Regions from separate parts of the Mus musculus genome. Here region 1 is linked to region 2. Evidence: chromatin contacts called from public Hi-C data. All regions are on one chromosome and are shown on one strand. Each heading gives the region's core, a stretch centred on a gene start, on an enhancer-like site or on the middle of the called end of the contact. The rest is flanking DNA. Distances are from core to core; before and after follow the strand shown.

Evidence for each region. Hi-C and Micro-C count contacts between places; a contact is called where the count stands out from the background.
Region 1: a contact with region 2 is called in a Hi-C map of muscle stem cells, with 2.0 times the contacts expected there. The contact joins two enhancer-like sites. A contact is called at or near these places in 6 of 15 datasets of contacts at CTCF or cohesin (the NIH/3T3 cell line, embryonic stem cells, large pre-B cells and 2 more), 154 of 484 Hi-C or Micro-C datasets (2-cell-like embryonic stem cells, the 4T1 cell line, the AML12 cell line and 77 more), 24 of 115 datasets of contacts at active chromatin or transcription factors (the 230-238 cell line, T-cell acute lymphoblastic leukemia, astrocytes and 13 more) and 2 of 9 other capture datasets (embryonic stem cells and embryonic tail).

The regions. Positions count from the first base shown.
Region 1 is chr5:139,091,400-139,096,232 of GRCm38.p6, forward strand. All of the region lies in intron 4 of Prkar1b (protein kinase, cAMP dependent regulatory, type I beta), which reads right to left. Among named protein-coding and RNA genes, the nearest start is that of Prkar1b, 36 kb to the right of the region's middle. Within about 2 kb of position 2,347, at least 6 of the 459 cell types and tissues checked have an H3K27ac peak or open chromatin away from gene starts, as enhancers often do. A contact at or near this core is called in muscle stem cells, where this site is marked.
Region 2 is chr5:138,861,920-138,866,087 of GRCm38.p6, forward strand. It overlaps the pseudogene Gm31891. Among named protein-coding and RNA genes, the nearest start is that of Gm30206, 39 kb to the left of the region's middle. Within about 2 kb of position 1,997, at least 39 of the 459 cell types and tissues checked have an H3K27ac peak or open chromatin away from gene starts, as enhancers often do. A contact at or near this core is called in muscle stem cells, where this site is marked.

The sequences.
Region 1 (4,833 bases), core at 1,097-3,596, 230 kb after region 2:
GGAAACATACTAAATGGCAATGCATATCTTTACGTTGATTTCAATCATTTTTGTAGCACTAGTTGTGAATAACTTCTGAATTAGCATATAAAACAATGGGCTCATGCTAACACTTTTAAATATATATATATGTATGTATATATGTATGTATGTGTGTATATATATATGTATGTGTGTATATATATATGTGTATATATATATATATATATATATATATATATATATAATTGTTCACTCTTCTCCTATACCTCCTTCCCCACAACTTGCCTCCCCAATAGTCTCCCTTCTGCCTTCATGTCATGTATATTTAGACTTTGTATATGAGAGAAAATGTGGTATTTTGTCTTTCTCCCCTCCACCATACTATCTTCTTTTGCTCCTCCCCCTCCCCATGGTCCCTTCCCTCAGTCTGCAAAGTCCTGTTCTGCCTTTATGTCATCACACAGGTCAGCTCGTCAATGCGCCACTGTGCTGCCAGCTATATGCCATAGTCATACAGCCTATCTTGAGTCACCACGGCAGGGGACCAGACAGAGAGTGCCCCACAGGCTTTGTGGCTGCTTGGAGGCCACTGATGCCATCTGGCAGGTTTCAGTCAGTAGTTGGGCAGGGCCTTGCAGCACCTGGCTTTTACCTGGTTCTGTCCCCATCAAGTATGGTATAGCCACCTCTAGCCAGAAGAAAACAAGGGTTGGCTTCTGGCAGTGCTGTGCTCTTCAGAAAGAAAGACCTCTTTCCCTCTGAAGCCATCATTATCTGACCATTATTGGTGTCACCATTATCATGATGGCTGTTAACACCCCTATCATTGATACCATCTTCATCATCACCTTCATCATCATCACCTCCACTAGTATCACTACCATCATCATCACCGTTTGCATCAGCCCCACCATAGCCATCACTACCATCAGCACCACAATCCGACACATCACACTATCATCATTACCACAGCTACCATCAACATCACTTTTATTACTACTGCCACTATAACCAACATTGTCATCACCTTCACCAGTACCACTATCACCGCTGCTGCTGCCGCCGCCACCACTGCCATCACCGCCACCACTGTCACTGTCATCTTCACCATCATGATCATCACTACAATCACAATCTTTATCATCACACCTCTGCCACCATTACTACCGTCATTCCACCTTAGGAACATACCATCTCACACACCATATATGGTATGTCAGCAACCTCTCTTGATGACTAAGAATCTCTTCCATAAGAATGCAGCTCTGCAAAGCTAGCAGCCTGTCTGTGTGGCTCATGGCATGCCATTTTTCTTTAAAGGTGATCTCATCTGGAGGAGATGTCTACAGGATGCTTGTGGACTACATGAGCACAAGCCCAGGCTTCCCACCGCAATGGCACAGCTCCCACTGCTGGGCATGGCTTAGAGCTGACAAGCAGATCTCTGGCAAGTTAGAGTATGATCCAGGACATCCATCTCCCCAGCCTCAGTTTCCCTCCTCTGTGTATGTGGGCAATCATACCCCTATCTTAGAAGTTTATAGGGAGCTCTTGGTGATACAAACCCTCGTGCCGTGTGAGGGTTTGCTAGGAAATCAATGCATGTGCCTTTAAAGTGCAAAATCCAAGTGCATCAGCACGATGCTTCCTCAGCCACACCTCTCTTCAGTCTCTGCAGAGACTACTCTCCTTGGAAGAGAGAGCAGCAAGCTAGGCATAGCAGCACACAAGTGTGATCCCAGCACCTTAGAGGATCACCATAACTTCTAGGCAGGCCTGGTCTACAAAGCAAATTCTGAGACAGCTGGGGCTATATAGTAAGACCCTGTATTGAAACTAACAACAGGAAGAAAGAAAAAAAAAGGTAGGAAGGAAGGAAGGATCTATATGCTCCCATCTACTATGTACACCTATGAACCTTGTCACTGTTTGGCCACATATGGAAGAGTCCCAAGCAGTTTCTATTGAAAGTGTGAATGAGTAAATGGATGCATGGATGGATGGATGGATGGGTGGATGGATGACAGATGGAATTTGGACAGATAGGTGACACAGGATAGGTGGATGGATGGTGGGTGAGTGTACGTGATGAATGGATTGACGGTGAGTGCTGGATGGAGGGTGGAGAGGAGTGCTGGGTGGGCAGATGATTGATGGTGAATGTGGACGGACAGACAGATGAATGGCTCACACTGACTCCTGTCTCCACTGCTTGGGAGTAAGAAGCCACCTGGGGAGGAAGGAAAAGAGGAGCAGTGGTTCCTAGTGCCACCAAACCGGTTAAGCTCTCTGTTTTGGGTGGCCTGAGCACTCAGATTTGGCAGCTGTCCCCCAGCTGTCCTCCTCCAGCTGTTCCTGGGAGTCTCTTTGTTTGCCTAGTTCTTAGCAACTGTTGCCTTTTCTGAAGGACAGCATAAACCAGCTGTCACAGGAGGAAAAGCAGAAAGGTTGGCCCTGCAGGGAGACACTTGGGACACAGAAGACATTCACCGGGTGGTTCTGGAGCGTCCTTCATTTCTTACCCAGCTCCTTTCTCACAGGCCCTTTCCCCATCACCTTGGCCTTGTCACAGAGCAGCTTGGTGGGCCTCCATGGGCTAAAAACCAGGCAGCTCTCTAAAGCAGCTCTGAATATAAACAAACGCAGACCTTTTGGGCTCCCAGTTTCAGAAAACCATCTCTGTGAATGGCATCTCTGGGCAGGTGCGGGTGAGAGATGCTGTTGCCATTCATGAGGCATACGGGATTGGTGCAGCCAGGAGGATTGAAGCTGGGCTGAAAATTACCGTCTGCAGCTGGGCCGTGTACCATAGCAATGGCTGATGGCTGTGACCCCACAGAACACAAGGAGGTGGGAGCTGGTAGAGCTTGGATCAGAATCTTTCCTTTGTATGCCTTTAAAATCCCCCCTGCACCCCCCAAAATGTTTGTAGATAATGGTTCTGGGGAGATGGCTCAGTTAGTAAAGTACTTACCTCACAAGCATGAGGACCTGAGCCCAACCCCAGAACCCATATAAAATGTCAAACATGATGGTGCATGCCTCTAATTCCAAGAATTAGAAGCAAGAATATCAGGAGGAAGAAACAAGAGGATCCCTAGGACTCACTTGTAAGCCAGTCTAGCCGGCCGGCTAGTCTCAGGTCCCAGTGAAAGACTTTGTCTAAAAAAACAAGGTAGTGGGGCCAGCAAGATGGCTCAGGAATAAAGGCACTTGCCTCTAAGACTTATGGCGAGTTCAAACCTTGGAACACATGTAGAAGGAGAGCTTTGACTCAAATCGTCCTCTGATTTCAGAGGAATATTTTAAAACCTCCTGCCCCCTCCTGTCTGTCTGACTGTCTCTGTGTGTGTCTCTTTGTGTCCCTCTCTCTGGTCTCTGACTCCATCTCTCTCTGTCTCTCTCTGTCTCTGTGTATGTCTGTCTCTGTCTCTGTCTCTGTCTCTGTCTCTGTCTCTCTCTCTCTCTCTCTCTCTCTCACACACACACACACACACACACACACACACACAAAAGAAGAGGAAGAAGAAAAACTAAGATGATTGGCTCCTAAGATGATGCTCAAGGTTGACCCTCTGGTTTCCACATGCATGTACACCCACACAGACACATTTATCCACATACATATCACACACACACACACACACACACACACACACACACACACACACTGTAAGCAATCAGCTTAGAACCTAAAGAGGAGCCTGACCTAGTTAGTACCACCCACTGGTACCCAGTACCACAGGTACCACAGATGCCTCATGTACCCAGAGCATCCACTGTACAGAAACACCTGCATAATGAATAAATCAAGGTTGCGGGGGATAGATGGAGTCAGGAAAGGATATGAGTGCAGGTGAGAATGGGCACTGGGTGAGCATGACATGGGCTAACACAAGGCTAGTCTACAAAGGATGCCTCACAAACTGGTGGTGCAAAACAAGTCATCCTGGACTCTAGTCTGCACTCTCATTTACACACACACACACACACACACACACACACACACACACACAGCTTCCCACCAAGATGTCCATCCCATGTCAGGCTCTGTACTGCCCAGCACCTCCGCTCCTGCTAGGAACTCCTCCTCTGATCAGAAGGCTTTCCTCCTGGTGAGAATCTGCCCTGTACCTCTACCCCCACCCCTAGACTGAGTCTTCACACTTGAAATTCTAGCAGTTTCCTTCAGAGGTGGGGGAGGGGTGGCTCCTGAGACTCCAGAGGTAAACAAAACACAAGTGTGGGAAAAGTGGGAATTTCCAAGATTCTCAAGGCCCCTCCCCAGCTTTGTAGACAAAGTAAATAATTGCAGAGGGATGACACTGGTGGAGGGAGAGGTTACGGGGAGGGGGATGGGGGAGGCTGCCAGAAGGAGATTCCTGGACCCATTGAGCTGCCTGCAGATCTTTCAGAGGGCTCCATGGTTGCTGTGTTTGTGAGTGTCTCCAAGGCTGGGTTGAACTTGTCAGTGATACAGCTGCTTCTGAGTCAGCCCTGCTCGTGTAAGCGACCTCTCACCCGTACTCCTGTTGGTAACTCCAATAAAGATTCATTGGTTCACCGAGTTGACTTTTGTACAGTCTACTCTGGTCTGTTGTGAGCTCCCCATCTGGTGTGAGCAGACGAAGGTTCGGATGTGTTTGGTCACACATAACAAATTTGGGAGTGAAGGGGACAGTTATATCCAAGATGCCACATGGATGAGTCCATGAAACCATTGATCCAGGGTCCCTAAAGACTCTAGGTTTGTCACAAGCTTTGGGTCCATAGGCAAAGGGATGCCAGCTCTCTGTGTCCTATGTGGGGACTATGCTATCAGTGGAAGAGGCAGTAATGCACCAGCAGCTC
Region 2 (4,168 bases), core at 747-3,246:
GCCCCACTCCTGTGTCTGTTGCTGCCTATGGTGCTTGGCATTCCTCAGTGTGGGCACATAGCCTGGCTATGTCCCCTTTTGACATGGCCATTCTGTTCACTCTTCTGATTAGAATTCTTGTCATTAAACTTAAGGCTGACTTATTATGCTAGAGAAGGTGATTCAGTTGCCAGAGTGCTTATCTAACGTGCGCAAAGCCTTGTTCAAGCTGTGTTCAGCCTCCTGTTCTACAAAAACCGATGGTTTTGCCTGTAAGCCCAATGCTTGGAGGATGGGTCAGGAGGATCAGGAATTTGAGGTCATCTTTGCCTGCGTAGTGAGTTGGAGATCAGTCATGTCTACATGAGAGACTGTCTCAAACAACAAAGACAATACCAAAATGAAGGCTTGAATCTAAAACCAGGACTTTAACTAATGTCATCAGGAGAGACCCTGTTTCCTAAGAGGTCACATTCTCATGGACAGGAATTGGGGATGCTTATCAATAGAGCATTAGCTAATTCTATCTAGGCAGAGGGCTTGGAAAGACACCAGAATCCCATGCTGAGCTTTAGGGACACAAAGCAGGGTGAACCACCACAGAGTCCAGAGAGTAACGAGATAAAGACTCCTGACTGTACTCCCAGGGTCAGCTTGCAGTGAGGGTCCCTGTCTTAGTCAGCCTTAGCTGTCATCTTGACATGGTCTGGAATCACTCGAGAAGAATGCCAGTTGAGTAACTATCTTAATAAGCTGGCCTGTGCACACGACTGTGGGTTAATGTGATGTAGTAGTGTAATGTTAATGTGTCTTAGTTGGTGTAGGAGGGCCCACCCCACTGTGGGCGGCACCACTTCCTAGGCAGGTGGCCATAGGCTGTATAAAAACACTAATAAGAGCAAACCAACAAGCAGTGTTCTTCCATTGTTTCTGCCTCCAGGTCCCTTACTTGACTTCTCTCAGTGATGGATTGTGACCTGGAAGTCTGAGCCAAATAAACTCTCTCCTGCCTATCTTGCTTTGGTCATGGTGTTTGTCACAGTAACAGAACACAAACTTGAAAAGTTTCCAGCATTATGTCCCTGCCCATTGGGCACCCCCAGCTCTGGATCGCTTCGAAGCAAATCAGACACCCTGAACACAAACCATGTCCACCAGGTGAGGCTACACCCATTTCCTCTAGCTCCCTTCCCCCAGCATGTCAGCCCAATAGTTCAGGGCTGAAGAGAAAGGAGACATGTGGGTTCTGCCTGGGTACTGCATAGCTGTCAGAAGAGACCCTAGGACATTCCTATAACTCCCCAATCTGGAAAGGCTCTGGTCAGTGTGGCCAGATAAACAGACAGACTGTCTGATAGGTCCTCATTGTGTGTCCTCAGCTTTGTCATAGACTCAAGGTTGCCCAAGGAAATGAGACCCGCTTCTACCTACTGACCTACAACAAGCTTGGACAGGGCAGTATGGGGTTTGTTGTGAGTCCTCAGGGTTCAGGGGAACATCCTCTTTGCTCTTGCCTGTTCTAGTGACCCCTCCTCAACTTTTTCAGTCATCAAATGATATCTTGAAGAACCCTAGCCCCCAGAGCAGGACTTGGTCACTACACTATGGTTCCTGCTTCAAAGGGTAATCTGCCCACTGTCCTCCCACAGGTGCCATGGTGTGGCTATTTCTGTGTTCTACCACAGCTTCCTCCCCCCAGGTGCCTGTAGCTATACATAATAAAGACCTTGCTCCACTGATGCCCAGAGCTCTGACCCTTCCCAGGCTCCTTGTTTACCAGCAGGAAAACAGGCCCAGCAGGCGGGTGGGGTGCAGGCCGTCCCTGGCCCCAGCTGTGGAGCAGCTGAGCTCACTGGAAACCAGCTAGGGACCTGAATGCCACTCTTGTCTGCTGGCCTGGTCAACAGCCTCTGTGGCTGCCCAGAGTCTCTATTGACTCAAGATAAGTTCCGGGGGCCCAGAGAACTCACTGTTTGGCCCAGTGTCCAGGCAGAGACAGCTGGGCCTGCTGAGTCCCATGCTGGGACCTAGTGGCCGGTATTGCCAGCTCTGCAAACACGCAGCTGGTCATACACTGTGTCCCTCATGGCAACACCTATCAGCTTCTTGTGGCAATGCCAGCCATGAGGTGGGTCACATGCCCTTAGAGCTCTGTCCAGAGCAGGTGTTGGAATGACGTAATATCTTGCCAGAGATGACTTGGTCTTCCGACTCTCACCAATATTTACATTCTCAGCTGTGCAGAAAATCTAATCAGACTTCCAGTGACACCTGCCAGGTTATGCCATATTGTTCCCTGGCTTTAGGCTTCTGGAGGCCTAGTAATCTGACAGGGGGTGGGGGGACCTGGGGGGAGTATGGGGGAAGACTAGGGCACAGCAGTAGGGACTCAGGGAGGAAACACAAGGCAAGATGGGCAGGCAGATGCAGCTCCAGCTTGCAGCCCCCAGAGGCCCTGGGGCTCCATCCACTCTGTCCAGAGCTAAACCAGGGCACATGTCCAACTTACTGAGGCTTGGATCAGAGACCAGCAAAAAAGAAAGGGGTATGAGGAAGTACTTTCTAGAAATTTCTTTCAGGAAAAATAGCAGGCCCCACCATCTAGAGCCTATGCAGCAACTGAATATGGTTTAGCAATTGCTGAACCAACTTGTCCCAGGTGAATGAATGAGTATCCAGGATGACCACAGGTGAGCACCCAGTATGAGCACAGGTGAGCACCCAGTATGACCACAGATGAGTGCCCAGTACAAAGGTTTTCTGAAAGGTCTTTATCCCCAAGGCCTCCACCCCTTGCTAAGGGAGGCTTTCTTGCTCTGCTCTGTCTGCTTGCCTCCCTTGAGCACAAACAACGGACAGAGTCACACAGACAAGGACCCTTGTGGGCTGTGTCTTCCTCAGAGACCCAGCATGGTCAATCCCATCAGCACACCTACAGTGGGCCAGAGCCTCTGAGGAACTATCTGGGGTTCCATTGGCCATTAGGAACTGGAGATAAAGCCCATCTATGTCAGAACAAATAAGGCGCTGAAACCAGAGAAGCCTGAAGAGAAGATAAACCCAGCATTCATGCGCAGCAGGGAGAGACTGTGTGTCCCCTACTTCCCGCATCCACAGTCCCAGCCCAGCAGAAACAAAGAGAACAGAGCCAGCCACGTTAATCATTACTGCTCAGCCCAGGGTGAGGAGAGCGGGCCTTTATTTGGAGGAGGAAAGGAGGCTCCACCTACCAGCCCCATGTGGTCCTCAAACCCTGGCCCTGTGCTGGCTCCTGAAACAGAAATACCCCTGCCCTGCACGCTCATAGCTGGCAACTCCACTGCACAAAGAACACTGCTCTAAGTCCTAAGGCCTACCCTCTCTGTGTGGTTACGGGGCAGCCCACCCAGGTAAGGAAGACACAAACTGATTGACTTGGTAGCATCATCCAAAGTTGAAGAATGGTGCTGTAGGTTTGCCCTGGATAGCAGCTGTTCTTGACCTGTCCTCGCCAAAGAAGCTACCATGCCACTGGGGCTTTCTGAATCCTGGGAGATCCAAAGTCATGTGATGCCATCCCCAAAACCTCCAGCAGCCATCAGAGGTGTGCAGCCTGTGCCAAAAGCCAGGCAGCAGGCTACAGCTGGCAGTCTCGATCTGGTCCCCTGCCCAGGCTTGAATGACTAAAGCCCAGAGTGAGGGCAGTACCTTCTCAGGAGCAGGGGAGAGCAGGAGAGAGGCTTCCCTCTGTCCTAGGAAACTGAGTCGGTAGAGTCTTCAGAGAGAAGAACTGAGGGACAGCTGACAGGATCCAGGAGGGCAGAGGTTCCTGCCTGGTGAGGGGCACCAGGGCTACAGGGAGTTGAGAGGCACTTTGTAGAGCAGCTGTGAAGACTAGCTCTGGACATGCGGTGCCTGTGGTCTACCCTGATGCAACTGCTGTTTGAGATGAAATAGACAGATTTCTGGGGAGATAGGGGTATGGCTGACCAGACTCAACAGAGGGAAGCTGGGAACACTGATAACGATGTAGAAATTCCTTTCCACCTAAACAAGGCACAAGGTCACAGGGCAGCAAGGGTGGGACCAGGCTCTCCATGAGAGAAGCAAAACCAGCAAGAGGCAGAGCCTTGTCGCTCCTGGAGACTGTGAGTATGTGCTTTCACATGCATCTGTGTGCGTGTATGTGTGCTTATGCACATGTGTCTGA